Regions from separate parts of the Sus scrofa genome. Here region 1 is linked to region 2. Evidence: chromatin contacts called from public Hi-C data. All regions are on one chromosome and are shown on one strand. The core of a region is the stretch at or near the end of the contact, and the rest is flanking DNA. Distances in the headings are between cores, read along the strand shown. Region 1 overlaps SLC25A25 (solute carrier family 25 member 25). Region 2 has its middle 24 kb from the start of NAIF1.

What was found. Hi-C and Micro-C count contacts between places; a contact is called where the count stands out from the background.
Region 1: a contact with region 2 is called in a Hi-C map of liver, with 8 times the contacts expected there. The contact joins two enhancer-like sites. A contact is called at or near these places in 1 of 5 promoter capture datasets (liver), 9 of 47 Hi-C or Micro-C datasets (blood, embryonic fibroblasts, fetal heart ventricle and 4 more) and 1 of 2 datasets of contacts at active chromatin or transcription factors (skeletal muscle).

Annotation. Positions count from the first base shown.
Region 1 is chr1:268,566,437-268,572,569 of Sscrofa11.1, reverse strand. It overlaps SLC25A25 (solute carrier family 25 member 25), which reads right to left. Exons shown (of 11, transcript NM_001164510.1): 3 at 4,219-4,345; 4 at 4,051-4,138; 5 at 2,979-3,090; 6 at 943-1,101. Among named protein-coding and RNA genes, the nearest start is that of PTGES2, 22 kb to the left of the region's middle. Within about 2 kb of position 1,634, at least 12 of the 83 cell types and tissues checked have an H3K27ac peak or open chromatin away from gene starts, as enhancers often do. A contact at or near this core is called in fetal liver and liver, where this site is marked.
Region 2 is chr1:268,504,415-268,510,845 of Sscrofa11.1, reverse strand. No RefSeq gene overlaps it. Among named protein-coding and RNA genes, the nearest start is that of NAIF1, 24 kb to the left of the region's middle. Within about 2 kb of position 2,020, at least 28 of the 83 cell types and tissues checked have an H3K27ac peak or open chromatin away from gene starts, as enhancers often do. A contact at or near this core is called in fetal liver and liver, where this site is marked.

The sequences.
Region 1 (6,133 bases), core at 385-2,884, 62 kb before region 2:
ATTATATAAGGAGCTTCAACAATCACCAATGACAGCCAATCTGTGTCTCTCCCCGCAACAACCCCACTCCCCCCTGCCCCAACTCTCCCACTCCCACCCCAGGCATTGTGTCATTTCACCCAAGGTCTGCTATTATCTCTAAAGCATTCCTGGGGATTCAGTCAAGACAAACAAATGGATGAGGTGATTTGCTCGAACCCCTTAGTCTCCGGAGGAACTGAAGCCCTGGGGTTAAAGTGACTTGCCTGAGGTTACCCAGCTGGGAGGGTGGGACCCCAGGTTGGGTCCCAGGCCCGGAGCGCCTCCTCCCGAACCACCCTGCCTCCCTGATTTGGCAGTGGTAGGGAGTCCTCATTCTCCAGTCCACTGGCCTGGACCCGAGGTAGGCCCAGGGGGCCGAGGGGCATAGGGAAAGGATGACACCTTTTCTGAGCAGGGTGCATGGCACAAAAAGGGCCAGGATACAAGCCCGAGGACAAGGGGTGACCGGCCATCACAGAGACAACACTTTAGTCCAGCAGTGTGTCCTCAGATTGATTTCACAACCCTGCCCCGACACAGGTCCAGCTTATCTCTGTCCTGTGGACATAAGGTCAGGTGCCTGGCCAAGGGAGCAGTGTCCAGGCCAGGTGAGGATCTGCTGGCACCGCCCCACGTGTGACTTCTTCAAGACGCACCTAAGGAAACCAGTTCCTGCCACACCCCAGTTCTCACTGGGTCATGTGCCCACATTACCACCTTGAAATGTGACCCTGGCTTAAGGTCCTCAGATAAAATTAGATCAGCTATGTGCAAAAGGTCACCTGGGCCGGGATCTAATGTCATTCTTGCTTGAGCTACAATTCTGATCTGGGTTAGAAAAGTATGGGCCCAAAGCAGGGCCCCAGGCAATGGAGGGGAAGCCAGTCGGGCAAAGAGCCCTGAGATGGACACCAGACGTACCTGCATGAGCACCTTGAGTCTGTCCAGGGGGGCTGTGCAGGTTCTGGAGACGGCCCCCGCCCCGCCGCCGGCCACCAGGTGTCTCCACCACATCCCCGTCTGCCTCTCCTCCACTGTGAATTCATCGGGGACTGTCAGATTCTCACCCACATCAAAGATCTGTGAGGAAGGTGGGCAAAGAGAGGTCAAGCAGGCTCCCGAGGCCTGTGGCAGGCCAGCCGGCAGACGGCTGTGTCCACGGCCTCCCACTGTCCCGAGTGGATGACACCTCGAGGGACCACAGAGGGTGAGGCTGCACCCCCCCGACCTTCACGATGTGGAGGGGCCGAGCTCTGAGCGGACTGTGGCCTGGGCAGGGGGCGGGGGGCAGGTGCGGGGAGGCCCCCGGCTGGAATCTGAGCGCACAGCTGGAAGCACGCAGAGACAGCCCTTTCGAACCCGGCCAGGGGCTGTGGCAAGAACAGCTTACAAAGGCATGTCAGCTGAGGATCAGCAGCCTGGCTGTACAGAAAAGCTCAAGTCAGGGGTAAAAATTCTTCTGAAACCCGATGTGTAACCGGATCATGCTGGCAGAACATTATGCAAGGCTTCTGCAAACATGAGAGGGCCGAGATCCCTGCGTAACACCCTCTCTCCCAGGCCACAGCCCGGCTCGGCAGGCACAGCCAGCTCTGCTCCGACCCTGGGGCAGCCCATTCCTACCCATGCACCGTCCAACAGAGATGCCAGGGGTCCCTGAGGGCACACAGAGGAGGAGGAGCACCCACACCCTCCGCCCCCAGCCCGAGCCCTGAGTCTAGGGGGGACTCAGCTGTGATCAGGGGGCACTCAGCAAAGACTGGCAGAAAGGGCTGCTCGAACATGAAGGGGGCTCGCGGGCAGAGGTCAAGGGGGCCACTGCCAGGGAGCATGCAGAGTGCTGTGTGTTTCCGACCAGGGGTGAGGAGGTGAAAGAATGGTATGTGTGCAGCAGTGGCAACATATTCTTTTGTCACAGAGAGAAATGACACAAAAAGTGGGGGAGAAACTTCACAGCTCTGCAATTGGATCACTAATATTTCTTTCTTCTTTTCTTTCTTTTTTTAAAGGCTGCACCTGCGGCTTATGGAAGTGCCCAGGCAAGGGGTCAAACGGGAGCTGGAGCTGCCAGTCTACACCACAGCCACAGCACCATGGGATCCGAGCCGTGTCCGCAACCTACAAGACACCTTGCAGCAATGCTGGATCCTTAACCCACTGATCAAGACAGGGATCCAACCCACATCCTTACAGGTACTATGTTGGGTTCTTAACCTGTGGAGCCACAATAGGAACTCCTCCCCTAATAGTTCTTTTCTCTTCGTTTTTCTTTTGGGCCGCAGCATGCAGCGGTTTGACGTGGGATCTCACTTCCCAGACCAGGGACTGAACCCAGACAGCAGTGGTGAAAGCACTGAGTCCTAACCACTAGCCCACCAGGGAACTCCCAGGTATTTGATCTCTACAGAGTAGCCCCAGCTCCCTCCCAGGAGGGGGTCACACTGGCTTTGGGAGAACAAGCAGGATCAGGGAGCGGGGTGCTTAAAGTGGGCCTTAAGAAACAGGCAGCACGTGGAGATGGGAGGGCAGAGTTTCTGCAGAGGAAATCTGGCGTTTGCGGAATGGGCAGGCTGTTCAGGTTGGCCGGCGTGTGGGAAACAGAGGGAGCAGATGGCGGGCTGGCAGAGGAGTGGGCACCTCTGCTGCTGAAAAGCAGGCAAGGAGTTTCCGTTGCGGCTCAGCGGTAATGAGCCAGACGAGCATCCATGAGGATGCGGGTCCGTGAGCTGTGGTGGACGTCCCGGACAAGGCTCGGATCTGGTGTTGCTGTGGCTGTGGCCGCTGCAGCTCCGATTCGACCCCTAGCCTGGGAATGTCCATATGCGGCAGGTGCAGCCCTCAGAAGCAAAACAAGAAAAAAATTAAAAAAATTAAAAAAAAAAAAAAAAGGACGGATGGGGGGCCGAGGCTTGGGGAAGGGGGCCCCCTGAACCCGAGGCCCGGAGCGCGGGACTCACCGTGGAATGCTTCCAGTAGAGAATGATTTCCGGGATGTTCTCCACGGGATGCAGGAGGTGGTAGTCTCTCCACTCGTTCCAGTCGATGGTCATCGTGCCGTTTTTGTCCATGCTGCAAGACCAACGCACGGGTGCCCACGTGTCAACAGGCCCCAACTATCAGCCGAACGTCCCACCTCCAGGGGAGCCGCGGGCAGGCGTGTGGAAAGCACAGAGGGCGCCTCCGTCCCCACGAAGAAAAGGCAAGGTGGCAGTCACCCCCACTGTGCACACAACAACGGGATCTAATGGCCCACAAGAAGCCCGTTCTGATCAGGCACAGAAGGCAAGGAGGGAGGCGGTCCCCAAGGTGACACGGATACTTACTAGGTGACAGGGCCCCAGAAGTGGCCCGTTCGTATTCTGACACACAGACAAAGGAGGATGCAGAGGAGAGAGGAGAAACAACACAGATAAGTGCCCTGAGCGGATGTTAGTGAGGCAAGCGCACGGCACAGCACAGCACGAGGACGCGCCCTCCACAGCGCCGGGGAGCCAGGCCGGGAGCCTGCCGTCCCTGCCCAGCTGGCTTCGGGCCCAGGGGTCTGGGAAGGCTTGGGAGGGCAGGAAGCAGCTCCAGGGCTACGCTGCTGGATTTCCCAGCCCACCAAGGATGCTCCAGGACCACCGCGCCCCCGTGGGCAGCCTTAGCAAGGCTGATTACAGTGCTAAGAGGGAGTGACCCCAACGGGGGAGGGGGGGTTGCCCCTGCTCGGCCAGGCAGAGAAAGGGGCTCCTTGCTCGCCTTTCACCTGCCGAAACCACTAAACGCCCCCTCTTCCCCGAGTCCTCGCTTCACGGGTCGCTGGCACTTGGATGCCCTGCCAGGTGGGTTGGGACTCTGGGGCTGCCCTGGAACCCGGGGAGCGGCTGGCCTCTGGCAGGGGTTACTTATTCATCCCTTCCAAGCACCAGAAGCCAAAGTTCGCAGAAACTGGGTCAATACAGTGAACGGCAGCGCGGAGGGAGGCCGGGAACATTTCTTTCGTCACACGTTGGTTAAACCGGACCCAGAGGCTGGCTACGCACTCACCTCTTGAGAATTTTTTCTGCCTGCTGTTCAGATATCTTGACTCCCAGGTCCCGCAGAGACTGCATGATCTCTTGGGCATCGATGCGTCCTGGAACAACAAGGGCTGTGAGCCCGGGGCCAGGCTGGGGGAGAGACCCGGGACCCCGCCGGCCGCGGGCAAATGCTCACCATCGTTCTTTTTGTCCAAACTCTTGAAGACCAGCCTCAGCTTCTTCTCGTGATCTTGGAGATAATGGACAAACTCTTCAAAGTCTAGCTGCCCGTCGAGGTCTTTGTCGCCAGCTTGTACGATTTTCTAGAAAACAGAAGTGAGGTTTCGTCCTTGAGCTCACGCACCAGCTTCTCCCGTCCCTCGTGGGGCCCTGTCCCCAGAAAACAACTGTGCACGGGTCACGTGCCCTGAGACGTCCCCCCGCCCCACTCCAAGGCCACCACGTGGACCTCCGAGGGCCGGCCAGACCTCGGCCAAGAGCTCAGTGTGCTGCCCTCAGAAGCAAAAAAGGGAAGAGAGCCTCCGAAAGGAGCCTTGGTTTAGGGAGCCCTCCAGCCAGAGGCTGATGGGGTGGGCTTAGTTCAGTGTTCTGAAGATTAACTCATTCCACTGGATCAGCCACCCGGCTCCTTGGCTGCCCCGTCCCGGTGCCAGGCCTCAGCCCCACATGCTCTCTGCCCAACTGTGGCTCCTCAGCTGCCCCGTCCCGGTGCCAAGGCCTCAGCCCCACATGCTCTCTGCCCAAACGCGGGGTGGCCTTGGAGCTCCAGATTCCGCTTGAAACACCGCAGCTTGCTCTTTTGATCCCGAAAAGTGGCACTGGCCCAAGAACAATTGGGTGACTAGGGTGAAGGGACCGGGCAGCGCTGGCCCCTGCCCATGCCTGCTTGGCAGAAACACTGCCAGAGAGAACTTGGTAGGACAGAGAAGTGCGAAGAGCCCGGGGACTATTCTTGGGTCTGTGCTTCATGGCACTGCCTGTCTCTGATCCCAGGGGAGCTGGGGATGCTACAACCAACCTCAGCTCCTGAACCAGGAGCCGCGAAGCAGGGCAGCTCTCCGGAGGATTAGTTCAGTGATCCGGGGAGGCTTTAAGAGCCCCTGTGCCTTGGCAGCGAGGTTCCCAAAATCTCCGCCCTTGGCCGTGAGCTTTGTTCAGCAGCTGCAGTCGGCCATGAATGTTCAGCAAGTGGAAGTTTTCCACAAAAGCGCAAGCACCTGGCTTGTGCCTCAGGCCCTGCTAAATGCTTTACCTCTCGTAACCTGCTGAATCCTTGCAGATGGCTCTAGGAGGTAGGGACTATCATATCCCCCATTTTTCAGAGACGGGAACAGACACTCAGACAGGTTAAGTAATTTATCCGAAGTCACACAGCCAGGGAAGTGGTGGGCGGGATTCAGGCCAAGCCTGTTGGACTCCAGAGCCACCTCCCTAGAAGGTGGCTGCCTTTCTAGACGTTCATCTCAAGAAGGTGAAGGACACACGAGTCACTTTGACCCAGCAACACCCCAAAACCTAGGACCGAAAATCTCCTAAGGAAGGGGTTACAGCCTCCGTCTGTTGCCCAGCTCTCTTTGCGAGACACACATTCACTCTCCACAAACCAGTGTGGGTTTCACTGTCTTCTGAGCCACTGGGTTTGGAAACGGATGGACCCCTGGCTAGCTGGTGCTCTCCAGATCCCGTGTCACCTAACATGGTCCAAAGAGCCACCTGGGGGGTGGGGCTGGAATGTGAGACAGATGCTGGTACATGTTCTACCAGCTAACTGCCTGCAGACACAGACACTTGTGCTCCGCCAAGAATGACACCGATTACGTATAGGTTACCACCCTAGATTTATGATGGGGCGGAAATTGAATCTGCATGTCATTTAGGGAGGAGGCGAACACTAGGCGTGAAGCTTGTGGGTATCCAGGTTGCTCTGCCACCAACGCCATCCATGGGCCTTGTTGGGGTGGGTGCCCCTGATACAGACAACCCAAGCATGTGCTCATGCAGCTGATTTCAGATCTTCCAAGTCTGTGCTTCTCCCTCAGACCTATCTCCCTCCTAGGACCCAAATCGCCCTCCCTGCCCCCGCCCCAGGG
Region 2 (6,431 bases), core at 771-3,270:
TGGAGGTTCCCAGGCTAGGGGTTGAATCCGAGTGGTAGCTACTGCCCTACACCACAGGCACAGCAACACCAGATCCGAGCTGTGTCTACAACCTATATCACAGCTCACTGCTACGCCGGATCCTTAACCCACTGAGCAAGGCCAGGGATCAAACCTGTGTCCACATGGATACTAATCAGATTTGTTTCTGCTGAACCATGATGGGAATTCCGTGGGGAGGTTTTAATTTCAACCATTCAGTAGGCATGAAGTGTATCTCATTGCGGTGTTTTGGGATTTGGGGGTTTTTCTTTTTTGGCTGCACCCATGGCATGCGGAAGTTCCCAGGCCAGGGATAAAAATCTGAGCCACAGCAGTAACCAGAGCCACAGCAATGACAATGCCGAGTCTTTAACCACTTGGCCGCCAATGAACGCCCTCACTGTGGTTTGTTTTTCAATTTTTTAATTAAAGTATAGCTGCTTTATAGTGTGGTGCCAATTTCTGCTCTACAACAAAGTGACCCAGTCATACGCATCCTCGTTGTGGTTTTAATTTTCATTTCCCTAGGACTAATGGTGTGGCTACCAGCCATCTATAGATCTTTTTTTTTTTTTTTTTTTTTTTTTTTTTTGTCTTTTTTGTCTTTTTTGTCTTTTCAGGGCCACACCTGCGGCATATGGAAGTTCCCAGGCTAGGGGTCTAATCGGAGCTGTAGCCACCGGCCTACACCACAGCCACAGCAATGCAGGATCCGAGCCGTGTCTGCGGCCTACACCACAGCTCACGGCAACGCTGGATCCTTAACCCACTGATCGAGGCCAGGGATCAAACCTGCAACCTCATGGTTCCTAGTCGGATTCGTTTCCGCTGCGCCACGACGGGAACGCCTAAAGATCTTTCTTTAATGAGGTGTCTATTTGATTTAAATTGTCCTCTTATTCATGCCTATTTAGGGTTCTTTATATATCTAGATAGGCTTTTTGCCAGATATATTATTGCAAAGGTTTTCTCCCAGTCTGCGTATGCATTTTCATGTGTGTAAAAATGCCCCAGATTGCTTTCACACACACTGAGTCTGAGAACCTCTCTTCAATGACAAACAATGCAAATTCAAACAGCAGCAAGAAGGAGTTCCCATTATGCTCAGCGGTAACAAACCCGACTAGTATCCATGAGGACATGGGTTGGATCCCTGGCCTCACTCAGTGGGTTAAGGATTTGGCATTGCCATGAGTTGAGGTGTAGCTTGAAGACCCAGCTCAGCTCTGATCTTGCATTGCCATGGCTGTGGCGTAGGCTGGCATCTGCAGCTCTGATTTGACCCTTAGCCTGGGAGACTCCTTATGCTACGGGTGTGGCCTTAAAAAAAAAAAAAAAAAAAAAGTGGGAGTTCCCGTCGTGGCGCAGTGGTTAACGAATCCGACTAGGAACCATGAGGTTACGGGTTCGGTCCCTGCCCTTGCTCAGTGGGTTAACGATCCGGCGCTGCCGTGAGCTGTGGTGTAGGTTGCAGACGCGGCTCGGATCCCACGTTGCTGTGGCTCTGGTGTAGGCTGGTGGCTACAGCTCCGATTCAACCCCTAGCCTGGGAACCTCCATATGCCGCGGAAGCGGCCCAAGAGATAGCAACAACAACAACAACAACAACAACAAAAGACAAAAAAAAAAAAAAAAAAAGTGGACATTGGTGCAAAACCCTAGAAGGACGATTTGCTGATAGTTCATCAAAACCTTTAAATGCAGGTTCTTTGACTCAGCGGTTTCCTTTGACTCGGTGAGTTCTAGTCTAAGAATTTTTCTGGAAAAAATAAACAATAGCATTTAAGTAGTCTGCCCCAGGATCTTTGGTCTCGGGATTGTGCTGACGGGAGGGGGCTGCAGACATGCCTGGCTGGCCAGCCCAGGATCTTGGTTCTGTGCCCTGTGTGCTCCGAGCCCTGGATGGAAGCCTAGAGGGACGGGGAGGTCAGCAGAGGCTGGAACCTGACCGGTTCCCAGCAGGGTGGTGCGAGGAGAGTGCGGGGCAGGTCTCACCCGACTGCATCGGGGTCTGGGTCCACACTGAGCCTGGCCTGGCCTGGGAGTCAGGTTCTAACCAGCCACCACCAGTGCAGACTCGGAACAGGGGACACTTGGCTGACACGGCTACCTGGGACCTACAAAGGACAGCCATTTGCTCTCCAAACACCAGTAGTTTCTTTGCAACGGAGGGAGGTGGGGCCTTGGCTGGAGCCTGGAGACCTGGGCTCTAGATTAGCCCTGTCCCAATGTGCCCTGTAGCCCCAGGCTCCTCGGCTGGACAGTGAACAGGTGGATCAGGTAGTTAGCCTCCTCTGGCCCCTCCAGCGAAGATTCAAAGCTTGGGTGTTTGAACCAGCCAGACCTGAGTTCCAGTTCCAGCTCCATCAGTGGGACTCGGCGTGGTATTTAGGCTCTTTGTACTTCAGTTTCTATCTCAAATTAAAACCCTGCAGGAGTTCCCGTTGTGACTCAGTGGGTTAAGAACCTGACGAGTATCCAAGAGGATGTGAGTTGGATCCCTGGCCTTGATCAGTGCATTAAGGATCCAGCGTTGCCGAGAGCTGTGGTGTAGCTCACATGTGTGGCTCGGCTCTGGCGTTGCTGTGGCTGTGGTGCTACAGCTCCAATTCAACTCCTAGCCTGGAACCTTCCATAGCCCCGAGTGTGGCCTTAAAAAGACAAAAAAAAAAAAAAAAAAAAAGACATGACACCATAAAACTCCTAGAAGAGAACATAAGGAAAACATTCTCTGACGTAAACCATATAAAAGTTTTCTTAGGTCAGTCTCCCAAGGCAATAGAAATAAAAACAAAAATAAACAAATGAGACCTAGGCAAATTTTCAGGCTTTTGCACAGCAAAGGAAACCATTTTAAAAAAAGAAAAAGTAAAAGGGAGTTGCCGTCGTGGTGCAGCGGAAACGAATCCGACAAGGAACCATGAGGAGGCGGGTTCGATCCCTGGCCTCACTCAGTGGGTTAGGGATCCGGCGTTGCCGTGAGCTGTGGTGTAGGTCGCAGACGTGGCTCGGATCCCGCGTTGCTGTGGCTCTGGCGTAGGCCGGCAGCTACAGCTCCGATTGGACCCCTAGCCTGGGAACCTCCATATGCCGCGGGAGCGGCCCAAGAAATGGCAAAAAAAAAAAAAAAGACAAAAAAAATAAAACTAGAATAAAATAAAAATAAAAAAATAGTAGTGTATTCAATAAGTATAAGAATAAAATAAAATATCTAAGTGATAAGAAGGTGTTGCGTTCTATTTTACTTGATAGTGCTGGAGACCGTTGTAGGGCGCAGAGCTGGGGGCGGCCACAGGAGGGCGCTCTGTTCACGGGCGCCTTTCCAGCCTAGAATGAGGAATCCAGGCCGGGAGAACCCGCGTGGTGTGTTGTTCTCCATGTGTCCTGTAGGTGGGGCTAGACAACCACAGTCAGGCGCAGGCCTGGGCACAACACTAGGCGTCCCAGACCGCAGGCTGGGGATGGGTGAGGCTGGAGGGCTACCTCAGGAGTGTCCAGTCCTGGAGGGGAGCGGGCTCTTCCGCAGCCCCAGGGAGAAGCCATGACCAGTTCTACCAGCCCGTCAAGCCCAGAGGCGGTGCTGGGTGTGGAGAGAGCTTAGGACCGAAGTCAGAGGCCCTGCCCTGCCTGGGCAGCTGTGTGCTTCTGACTCCCCTTCCTTTTCTCGCCTCAGTCGCCCTCTCATGCCGGGAGAGTGTGAGAGCCTGTCAAACCTGACCCCTGACAATAAAGGTCTGAAGTGGCTGAAAGTCCTCTGCCAGCTGCGCAGAAGAGCCCTGGTTTCCTGTGAAGCCCCAATCCCAGAACAGCCCTCTCCTTGTCTGACCTTGTCACCTGCCCCTGAGGTCACAGTGCTTCCCTTATTCCCTGGATTGAGAAACAGAGGCCCATGGGAGTTAAATGACTTTCCCAAGGCTACAGTGAGTGGTTGGAGCCAGGTGTGAAAGGCAGATCTGTTTGCTCCTTCCACCTTCTCCATCTGACCTGCTGCAATTGAAGGGGATACGGTGCAGGGGGGAGGGAATTTCCCACTGAAGAAACTGAGCTAAGAGAAATTCCTTGGTAAGAAGATGGATTACTCATACATGCCTAGGAGTTCCCGCTGTGGCACAGTGGGTTAAGAATCCAACTGTAGGAGTTCCTGCTGTGGCACGATGGGATTGGCAGTGTCTTGGGAGCACTGGGACACAGGTTTGATCCCTGGCCCAGCACAGTGGGCTAAGGATCTGGCGTTGCCATAGCTGCAGCTTAGGTTGCAACTGCGGCTTGGATCTGATCTCTGGCCTAGGAGCTCCATATGCCGTGGGGGGGGGGGCAATAAAAGAAAAAAAAGGCTGCAGCTGTAGCATGAATTAAGGATCTAGCGTTGCCGCAAAGCTGCAGTGTAGGTTGCAGATGTGGCTCGGATCTGGTGTTGCTGTGGCTGCGGCATAGGCCACAGCTGCAGCTCCGATTTGACCCCTAGTCCAGGAACTTCCATATGTTGCTGGCGTGGCCATAGAAGCACACTGATTTTCTTTTTTAGAAAGGACATGAAAAGCACAAACTATAAAAGAAAAACAATAAGTTAAACTCTTAACTTTTAAAATCTTTGCCTTTCAAAGGTTGTCATTAAGAGAATAAAGAGGCAAGCCGCAGACTGGGAGAAAAGTATTTGCCATATATACCTCTGACAAAGGACGTGTAACCAGGGAGTTACCGCTGTGGCACAGTGGGTTAAGGATCCAGAGGTGCCACAATTGTCAGAGGTCATGGCTGTGGCTTGGATTCGATCCCTGGCCAGGGAATGGCCACATGCTGCAGGTGCAGCTAATAAAGAAAACAACGAAAAAGGACTTGTATCCAAAATACACAAATCAAGTCTCCAATTCAGTAATAAGACAATCAGCTCAACTTTAAAATGGGCAAAATACTTGAAAAGCTACTTCACCAAAGAAAAAATATTTATATGCATCAATAGCCAATAAACATATGAAAAGATACTCAACATCATTGGTCATAAGAAAAGTACAAATTAAAACCACAATGAGGTCCCACTGTAGGACCGTTGGAATGGCTAATTTTTTGTTTCTTGTGACAGCCACACCTGCAGCATATGGAAGTCCCCTGAGCTGGGGCCAAGTAGGAGCTGCAGCTGCCGGCCTACGCCATAGACACAGCCACGACAATGCCAGATCTGAGCTGCATCTGTGCAGCTCACAGCAACATTGGATCCTTAACTCACTGAGCAAAGATAGGGACTGAACCCACATCCTCATGGATACTAGTTGGGTTCTTAACCCACTGAGCCACAACAGGAGCTCCAGAATGGCTAAATTTTATTTTATTTTTTTGTCTTTTTAGGGCTGCACCTGCAGCACATAGATGCTCCCAGGCTAGGGGTAGAATCTGGCGGCCTACACCACAGCCACAGTAACGCAGGATCCAAGCCCCATCTGTGACCTACACCACTGCCCATGGCAATGCTGGATCCTTAACCCACTGAGCGAGGCCAGGGATCAAACCTGTGTCTTCATGGATCCTCGTCAGATTCATTACCCCTGAGCCATGAAGGGAACTCCCGAGTGATTCCATTTATATAAAATCCCAGAAAATTCAAACTATAGTGACAGAAAGAAAATCCCTGTTTGCCCAGCAGGATGGGTGTCCAGGTTGGTGGGAAGGACATGATTATAAAAGGGCCTGAGAGACTCATGGAGGTAACAGGATTGAGTCACTGCCTGGACTGTGGTGATGGTTTCTCGAATGTTCACATACTGGAACTCGTACACTTTATTATTATTAATATTATTATTATTTTTTGGCTGCACCCAAGGCCTTCAGATATTCCCAGGCCAGGGACCAAACCCGAGCCACACCAGTGACAACAGCCAAGTCCTTAAGCTCTAGACCACCGGGGAACTCTGAAACGTATACATTTTAAATATGAGCAATTTCTTGCTCATCAATTATATCTCAATAAAACTGTAATAAAAAATAATTATTACCATCAGGAAAGGAGTTCCCGTCATGACGCGGCGGAAATGAATCCGACTAGGAACCATGAGGTTGTGGGTTCGACCTCTGGCCCCGCTCAGTGGGTTAAGGATCCGGCGTTGCCGAGAGCTGTGGTGTAGGTCACAGACGCAGCTCAGATCTGGCATTGCTGTGGCTGTGGTGCAGGCTGGCAGCTGCAGCTCTGAATGGACCCCTAGCCGGGGACCTCCATATGCGTGGGTGCGGCCCTAAAAAAAAAAAAAAAATCAGCAAAAACAGAGTTAAGGCAGTGCTCAGCTATGAATACTATTTACAGAAGAAACATCAGGTAAACACTGAAGAGTGATTTTTTTTTTTTTTTTAAATTGAGGTATTCCGTGCAGGCAGTGTGTTGCCTGAAGAAGTGTGCAAATCTGAAGTGTGTGACTAGTGAT